Linked DNA regions of Mus musculus: regions 1 and 3 are each linked to region 2. The links are chromatin contacts, called in public Hi-C and promoter capture Hi-C maps. All regions are on one chromosome and are shown on one strand. Each heading gives the region's core, a stretch centred on a gene start, on an enhancer-like site or on the middle of the called end of the contact. The rest is flanking DNA. Distances are from core to core; before and after follow the strand shown.

Region 1 (2,700 bases), core at 66-2,565, 200 kb before region 2:
AGGCCAGCCTGGTCTACAGAGTGAGTTCCAGGACAGCCAGGGCTATACAGAGAAACCCTGTGTCGAAAAACCAAAAAAAAAAAAAAATAATAATAATAATAATAATAATAAAAACAGTGCAGTGGTTTGAAGAAAAATGGTCCCCAGAGGCTCATTTATTTAAATGCTTAGTCACCTGGGTGTGGAAATGATTGATAGGATTAGAAGAATTAGGAGGCATGGCTTTGCTGGAGGAAGTATGCCACTGGGGGTGGGCTTTCCAAAAGCCCATGCCAGACTCAGTCTCATTCTCTGCCTGCACATCAGGATGTAGCCATGCCTGCTGCCATGCTTCCAACCACAATGATAATGGACTATGCCTCTGAAAACTGTAAGAAAGCCCCAAATTAAATGCTTTCTCTTATAAGAGTTGGCCTATTTAAACCAGGCAGTGGTGGCGCATGCCTTTAATCCCAGCACTTGGGAGGCAGAGGCAGGCAGATTTCTGAGTTTGAGGCCAGCCTGGTCTACAGAGTGAGTTCCAGGACAGCCAGGGCTACACAAACCCTGTCTTGAACCACCCCCTCCCAACAACAAAAAAAACAACAACAACAACAAAAAAGAGTTGGCCTGTTCATGGTGTCTCTTCACAGAAATATAACAGTGATTAAAACAGAAGTTGTTATCAGGGAGTGGTGTTTATTTCTGTGTTAGACCAGACTGTGCCTTTTGCAGAAAGAATATAGAAGACTTTAGGACTTTCAAGTCGAAAGCCTTTTGTATGTTTTAAGCAGGGCTTAATTGCCCATCTTAGCAAGCATATAAAGATAGTGCTGAGTGATTTGAACTGTAGGGGCCCAAATCAAGAGGTTTCTGAGGGGAACAATATTAGTAAACGGGCTAAAGAATATTCTTCTGATATTTTGGCAAAGAATCGGGCTGCTTTTTTAAAACCTTGTTCTAAAAGTTTGCCTGGGACTTTCAAATTAACAGTGTTGGCAGAGGAGATTTCAAGACAACACAGTAGTGAAGTGTTATTATTGTGTGGTTATCAGCAGACACTGTTGGGTAGATCTATAAAGAAAAGGAACAAGTGGGGTAAGGAGAAACATAAAATGTACAGTTTTGGAAGAAAAGGAGCAACTGGAAGTGTAATGGTTCCAGGTCCAATGCTCAAGAGGATAAAATGTTTAAAGAAAATCCTGGTGCTAAATGGAATGAGGGAGTGAGTGCTGTCTCAGGGCAAGACCCAACCCAGTTTACAATTTGTGAAAAGGATTTAAAGGAAAGCTTAAGTGGTGAAGGAAACCATTAACAACAGAATGAGGATGCAGATGTAATTGAAGAGGGGGCCAAGTTCCACTCCCCTGAAGCACAGAGCTTGGCAGCTTTGGCCACATGCTTGTGGCTTTAGAGTCAAAGATGCAAGAAGGGAGTTGTGAAATCTCTCTCAATAGTTAAAAGAAAGATGGTCAGGCTAGGCATGTGTCAGGAACATGCCTGTAAGCCCATATAGGACACTGTGTGAAGCAGTGAAGAAAAAGCCTGGATTTTGTTGGAGACCCAAGATGTTGGAAATGTCAGAGTTGTGGGATACCTGTTAAGGGAAGTTGCAAAAGGCATGTGGAGCCAACTTTAAAAAAAAAAAAATTGTGCTGTAGTCAACACAGCTGAAAGAAGTTGGAGATCTGAAGACTGCTTTGACATCAGACATGGAGATGCAGGGTTTGAAGTTTGCCTGGCTGGTTTTTGGTCTTCTTTTGCTTTGCTTTCTTCACTGTGCTCTCCTTTGCCCCCTTTAGAATTCTGTGCCATTGCATGGTGGAAGTATGTTTATTTATTTTGATTTTTAAAGGGGATTACAGTAAAAAATTACCAAGAGTCTAAGAAGAGACTTTGAACTTTAGACTTTTAAACCACATTGAGACTGTAATAGATTGGGGACTTTTGAAATTAGACTAAATGCATTTTGCATTGTGATGTGGCTATAAGTCTTTAGAAGCCAGGGAGTAGAATACAATAGCTTGAATAAGAATAGCCCCTATATACTCATATATTTAAATGCTTAGTCACCAGAAGTAGAACTATTTGATAGGATTAGAAGGATTAGGAGGTATTGCCTTGTTGGAGGAAGTAAGTCACTGGCCTCTGAAACTGTAATCAAGCTCCCAGTTAAATGTTTTCTCCTTTAAAAAGTTGCTGGAAACATGGTGTCTTTATTGCAATAAAACAATGACTAAGACAGCCTGCCATAAACTAAGAAACTAAGGTCTGTCTCTCATGCCAAGAAGGATGGGAATAGAGTTGACTTTCAAAATATGGTGCTCAGCCAGAGAAGGGCATGGAAGAAAACTAGAGGAAATAGTGAGCTTAAAATAGGTATAGGGAACATTTCCCCCTGGGAATTAGGCTGAGGACAAAGAAAATATTCATGGAAGGTATCTTCACCTAGACATGACAACAGACAGTATGGTATACTACTGCCATCTAGCCTCCAACCCACATCTACAGATCATCATACAGATCACGGAGTGGGGCCCAAACATCACGTTTCTATGATCATGTAGTTCACTGGGATTTGCAAAAGATGTACCAGAATATTTGACTTAACATAGAGTTTTAATACACAGTGTCCTTTCTGTTGTTTAATATAAACCAATATTTCAGTATTTTGTGACTATAGCACCCTGATCTTGGGAATTAGCAACTGGAGACTTATTT
Region 2 (2,901 bases), core at 127-2,626:
CAATATATGTTTGAAACTATCATTCAGGAGGTTGAAACAGGAGAATTTTCTTGAGTTCAAGGCCAACCTAGACTATATTAACATGACTCTCAAAAAGTAAAAACCCAACAAACAAATAAACAAAAATATCCACCCAAACCAACCACAAAATTAGATGTTGAATGTGATGAATTTTCAATTAAAGAGAAACCGAATCTCTAGCTGATAAATTTATTATCAATATTGAAAATTTTAAATCCATTTCTCCAACTTTGCAATTGTTTGACCTAAATTCTTACTTGCCAGGTGATGGACACAAGAAGTGAAAGGCACCGACTTAATTCAGTTTAACTCTCTGACTACTGCCTAATCGGGAGACGTGAGCTTGTGAATTTTCTCATCTCACCAAAGCCTGAGGCTTTTCTGGGGAGTGCATACATGTGTCCTTCATCTGTTCTACAGAAAAATCTTGTTGAATGGAAGTGAAATCATATATACACTGAAAATTACCAGCTTTTTTTTTTTTTTTTTTTTTTTTTGCACTAATGCGTTTTCATTTTTATGTTTAAAGTTGTTTTTGAACAAAGGCATTTCTTTTCATGGGTCATTCACAGTCTTATGAATGTCTTAACAGCTGTGGCTCAATGGGCAGGTATCCTCCCCCCTGCTCAGGAGGCCCCAGTCACCAAAAGAATCAGAATAGCATTTCTGTCAAGACACCTGCGAAGTGACAACTCTCAGACTCAACTCTCAGACTAGGTTTATCAGGTTTATTCCCTCAGCCAGAAGGAAGAGCTTTGATTGCCCTGTGTGGGGTACCAATCATTTGGTCCTGTGTCCTGAAACTCAGGTGAAGTTGAATACCACGTTCTTAACTATAGGAGGGTTTTCACGAAGTGTAAACACTTTTAAGGCAAAACTGAAAAACATGACACCTTTTTTCTCCTTCCCCGGCTTTTCCCTTCTTTCCCTTCCTTCCTCCCTTTCCACCGGCTTCGTTTACCTGTCAACAAGGAATCAAAATCTACGCTGAAGAGACAGAAGACTAGAGAGTAGCGTCTGCGTGGCTTACTCTCTACCTGATCGTTATGAAAGAGGACCGAGTGGATTCTTTTGACAAGAACGAGCTGATTTTTTTTACATTCTTGTGTTCATTAACAAAATATTTGTTAGTTTCTCATAGTTCATACGTTATTTGGTCCTCTGGTTCTCCAACAACTGAAAACATCTGATCTTGGCCTCTTCTTGCTTCCTGCAGGGTGCGCCTAGTAATTAGGGCAAAGCCGACCCAATCGAGGAGAGGGCAGCAACTACGTTTCCCAGCGTGCTCTGCTGGAAACACAATGGAGTTTGGCGTCATCCGGGTCACGTGGTCTCGCGTTTCCCGGAGCACTGAGGGATTCCGGCCAGGGTCCCTCCCCAAGTGGAGGGCCCTGCTGGGCCGGGAAAACTACACTTCCCGGCATGCCTCACCTCGGGTGCGCCTGCGTGCCGGAGCAACCCTGCTGGCGAGCGGGTTGGTTTAAAGAGCTGTTTTAGTTCCATGGAAACAAACTTGCTGCCTGGAGGACCGAGCTACGGGCTGTTGGATGAATCAGGGGTGAGGCTGCCGGGCCCACACAGGAAACTGAGGTGGGCGGCTTAGGGGGAGAGACCACGCCTCAGAACAAGGTTCCTTTCCCTCCCAGCCCGAGTCCAGTCCGGCCCTGGAGACCTCTAGAGCCTCGGTTTACCTTGCTTCAGCACCCTGCCTGGCTGTGAAAACAAGCCAGGTTAAGTTGGCCTTGGTTGGACCACAGCTGCAGAAGGGTGGCCAGCCGCTGAGACCTCTACTTTAGTTGCTGTTCCCCATTTAGGTATACAGTTAGTTGAAGGTTCCTGGCGAAGGCTTTTTCAACATTAAGGCATGGTTTTCTGCCACTTGTTATCCTCCCTGGTTTGCTTCCTGGACGTGAGGCGTCTCCATTTGTATTTGTACACTGTTTCTTGCTTGAGCGGAGATAGATGTTTGTTAAGTATTGTCGTGTTTGGCACCCACAACAGCCAAGATACTATGCTAGGCTCAACAACACCAACAAAAGGATTGTAACCCTACGTGAATCAACGTGGGTCAAACACAGATTCTTGGGGTTTTGTTGGTTGGTTGGTTGGTTGGTTTGTGGACTTCCCCCGTGCTAGGGAATTATACACAGGGACAAATAAAGGGCTATTTTAAACTAGCTGCTTTCCAGGCACCATTTGGGACATAACACACACCCGTTTCCTTCCTCCGACAGAAATTGCATGCTCCGCGACAGTAAGATCCATTCTGATGCTGACAGCAGATATCTAGAAACCCTTTAGAGACATGAATACAAATGTGGTGTCTCTCAGTCTATGCTACAAATGCCATAGTACGATTAATGCCAATAACCCCTTTTGCACACGACTTGGTCCATGGTTTGATGAAGACAAGCAGGCACTTCACCTGCATAGGACTAAATTCTATTTTGTCATCTGAAGAGAGAGAACTGAAGCCAGAAGGTAGAAAGGAACATACAAGACCTAAGATGGGAGGAACCTGGGTTATTGCACAGCGGAGTGCCTGCCAAGACCATTTGGTAGTGTGTGCCTGTAATTCTAGCCTTGGGAGGTAGAGACCTGAGGAGAAGTTTAAAGTCATCCTCACATCGAGTTTGAGGGAAGCTTGAGCTACACAAGACCCTGCCTCAAACCTAAAATAAGTAAATAAATAAACCGTAATGAGATGCATTTATGTATTCCTTCCTTAGCAGACCCTTCCTGGTAAGCTTGTGTGTTTTTTGAGATCCCAGAAAGGCAGCTTTTTTCTTTTGCTGCCTCCTTTCTCCCTTTTTCTGGTTCTGACACCAGCCAAAAATTTGCCCTTAACACTGGTCTCTGGAGAGGCCTTACTCCAGCGAC
Region 3 (2,919 bases), core at 51-2,550, 190 kb after region 2:
AGAATGTTATTACAATAAACATAAAAGCAATAAAAAGTAAAAAGCAAATAGTGTTTTTATCAAATCATTTTACTTAAGTGCTCATTTAAAGCCAGCAGTAACATACCTTCATTGGCGTCTTTGTCCTGGGATTTGGCAGAGTCAATTCCTGATGAGGATGGAACTTCGGAGTCATCTGGGTTTTCTTTGGGTGATGATTTTCCTTTTTCCTGAACACTCTGTGATTGGGAATTAAACAGTTCCAAAAACTAATTCAGATTTAATTCTCTCAGCCTTGAATAGGGCATTTGCCTTATCTTTATAAAAGTTGACCCTCCCCTATGATACGTGGAATCTAAATTTGAATAGTTTCAAAGTGTTCCAATGTACTTAAGTCTTTAGTTTATGTAAGTCATTTGCAAATACAAGTGGAATGATTTTAAATATTTTAATGTCATCAATCTAAGACTTTAAATAAACCATAGGGTTCATAGAAGTCTATGAGTCAAGAAAGAAATCATTAGCTAACTTCAAAAGGGTCAAGAGATCTTTATGTTGGTCCCTTGGCCTTCAAACAAATGAGAAACTATTTAAAGTTCAGATCTTTATTAAAATTTGAAAAAGTAACAGATATCCTCACTATCTGGTTAGTTAGGTTTACTTTTATGTCTAAGAAAAAAAATTACACGGAGACTCCTCAAAAATAGGCGCACCAGGGGTGCATGTAGCTTTGCGATGGGGAGCTTTGTCCAGCAGGCTGGAGGCCCTGAAGTTTGATCCCCAAGACCCCTATACAGACCACAAAAACAAAAGGCCTGGTTCCCACCACCGTCACAACCTAGTTGCAAGATAGGTTTAGAACTAATCAGATCACCCTGTCTGGCTCATCGACTTAACAGGTATTAGGGGGTCGGGGGAGGTTAGCGCCCACCAAGGCTGGCTTTCGGGTGGGGAGATGTCTTTAGAGGCTCTGAGTACTCGGGTGGGAGTGAAAATCGGAAATTTTGGAAGAGGTGAAAGCTGCTGGATCCCGGGCCCACCCTGGGCAACCCACGACTCGGTTTCGGGGAAAACAAGACCGAGGAGCACCGGGGGCCCAGCGGCTCACTTTCTTCTCTCGGGTTTTTCTCTCTTCTCTCCGCCTTTCGAACTCTTCAAAGGAGATTTTCCCTTCCAGGTAGTCGATAAGTTCCGGGCTGAACCCCGACATGTCTGCAGGGCCGACGCTGCGCAGCGGGCCAGGGAAGCTGCAGCACTCCCAGGCTCTGTAGGACGCCTAGGAGAGACCGGACCAGCGTCCGCCCTAGAAACCTTCCCGGCCTGCGCCGCGGCCGCGCACTCTGGTTCCGCCTGCGCTCTAGGCCCCAGGCCTCTTCCCACAGGCAAGGGAGTGTCCAAATGCATCTTTCAAGCGCCAGACTCCCTTAAACTACCAGCTAGAGGAGCCTTTTTTTTTTTTAAAGATGTATGTATTAGTTTGTTTGTTTGCTTGCTTGCTTATTTTATGTATAGGAGTACACTGTCTTCAGACACACCAGAAGAAGGCATCAGATCCCATTACAGATGGCTGTGAGCCACAATGTGGTTGCTGGGAATTGTACTTAGGACCTCCGGAAGAGCAGTCAGTGTTCTTAACCACTGAACCATCTCTACAGGAGACTTTTGATCTGGGGATGCAGCACAGTGGCAGAGCGTTTGCCTGGGTTTCTATCTCTAATGTCAATCAACTTTTATGTCCCAAGTATTCATAAACTTTTTTGTTGTTGTTTTGTTTTGTTTTTTGTTTTTCGAGACAGGGTTTCTCTGTGTAGCCCTGGCTGTCCTGGAACTCACTTTGTAGACCAGGCTGGCCTCGAACTCAGAAATCCGCCTGCCTCTGCCTCCCGAGTGCTGGGATTAAAGGCGTGCCCCACCACGCTCGGCTGCTCTCAAACTTTTAAAGGGATTCTAACTCTTCCCATAGGGCGTCTACTGTATATCTGTTACATACATCTCTCAAAATAATCCTTAGGAACCTATGAGAGGAAAAAAAGGGAGAGGTGTGGGGAGGGTAATAGAACACTTGTAACATGAAAAAGGGCAACACCTGAAGTGGAAAGACTTGAGGTGGGACTTGAGGGGAGAGAGATGGAAGAGAGGGGTCAAAGTGAGTGAGTGAGAGAGAGAGAGAGAGAGAGAGAGAGGGAGAGAGAGAGAGAGAGAGATTATTTTCAACTCCTAGGAGCTCTTGTGATTTGCATTTTATCTTGTATTATAACTATTTCTTTTTCTAGAGACATTACCTATAAACATCAAAGACATTAGTTTATGTGTCATTATTATAAACCTGACTAACCTAATAACATGTATTCAAAACACATTTGTGAGTAAAGTTAGATGAAACTACAAGAGCCTTTGGAACTTTGGGCAAAGTTGAGCTCAGCATAGTCCTGGGTCCAAAGACGAGAGTCTATCTTTGATCATCTTTATGATAATCCAAGCTAAGGAGATCTGTAGCAGGGTTGCAGAATCAGAGGTCAAGACCTGCAAGAGCAGGACTACCAGATAGCAGAAAACTATCTCAGTCACTGCGTTTCTCCTGAGGAGGGATCTTACACAGGCGTGAAAACATACATGAGCAGACGGAGTGTGTTGATGTTATCCCCAGAAACAACTATGAGGATTACTCCCCTGAAGTCTTCAGGGAGTTGGGGAACTGTGCGGAAGACTCTATGTCTGTTTCCAGACTCACTCAAAGCGGGAAAGAGAAAGTGAGTATGGCTATCTGGAAAGGAAAACACTCTGCTGAGACCCAAATGTTTAGGCTGGTTTCTGTTACTGTTGGCTCCTGGGAAAATGAGAATAACAAGCCAACAGATGCAGATACAAAGTAAAGAGAAAGGGGTTTGTGAACAGGGGTGGGAGGAGATATGTTCTGCTAAAGATCATCTCCCAGACATG

The links. Promoter capture Hi-C pulls out the DNA fragments that hold promoters and counts their contacts. A called contact is a pair of places that touch in the nucleus more often than the background predicts.
Region 1: a contact with region 2 is called in a promoter capture Hi-C map of embryonic stem cells, with 2.6 times the contacts expected there. The contact joins the enhancer-like site here to the promoter of Ccdc150 in region 2. A contact is called at or near these places in 8 of 39 promoter capture datasets (the 3T3-L1 cell line, 3T3-L1-derived adipocytes, embryonic stem cells and 3 more), 1 of 484 Hi-C or Micro-C datasets (uterus) and 2 of 9 other capture datasets (adipose tissue and liver).
Region 3: a contact with region 2 is called in a Hi-C map of rod photoreceptor, with 3 times the contacts expected there. The contact joins the promoter of Gtf3c3 here to the promoter of Ccdc150 in region 2. A contact is called at or near these places in 1 of 39 promoter capture datasets (hematopoietic stem and progenitor cells), 1 of 484 Hi-C or Micro-C datasets (rod photoreceptor), 1 of 115 datasets of contacts at active chromatin or transcription factors (astrocytes) and 1 of 9 other capture datasets (liver).

Annotation. Positions count from the first base shown.
Region 1 is chr1:54,051,691-54,054,390 of GRCm38.p6, forward strand. All of the region lies in intron 1 of Hecw2 (HECT, C2 and WW domain containing E3 ubiquitin protein ligase 2), which reads right to left. Among named protein-coding and RNA genes, the nearest start is that of Hecw2, 140 kb to the right of the region's middle. Within about 2 kb of position 1,316, at least 5 of the 459 cell types and tissues checked have an H3K27ac peak or open chromatin away from gene starts, as enhancers often do. A contact at or near this core is called in embryonic stem cells, where this site is marked.
Region 2 is chr1:54,249,307-54,252,207 of GRCm38.p6, forward strand. Ccdc150 (coiled-coil domain containing 150) reads left to right here and starts at 1,377. Exons shown (of 28, transcript NM_030025.2): 1 at 1,377-1,579. The coding sequence starts at 1,523. It overlaps Gm51622 (a long non-coding RNA gene), which reads right to left and starts at 1,307. Exons shown (of 3, transcript XR_003947818.1): 1 at 983-1,307.
Region 3 is chr1:54,437,726-54,440,644 of GRCm38.p6, forward strand. Gtf3c3 (general transcription factor IIIC, polypeptide 3) reads right to left here and starts at 1,301. Exons shown (of 18, transcript NM_001033194.3): 1 at 1,088-1,301; 2 at 107-218. The coding sequence starts at 1,189.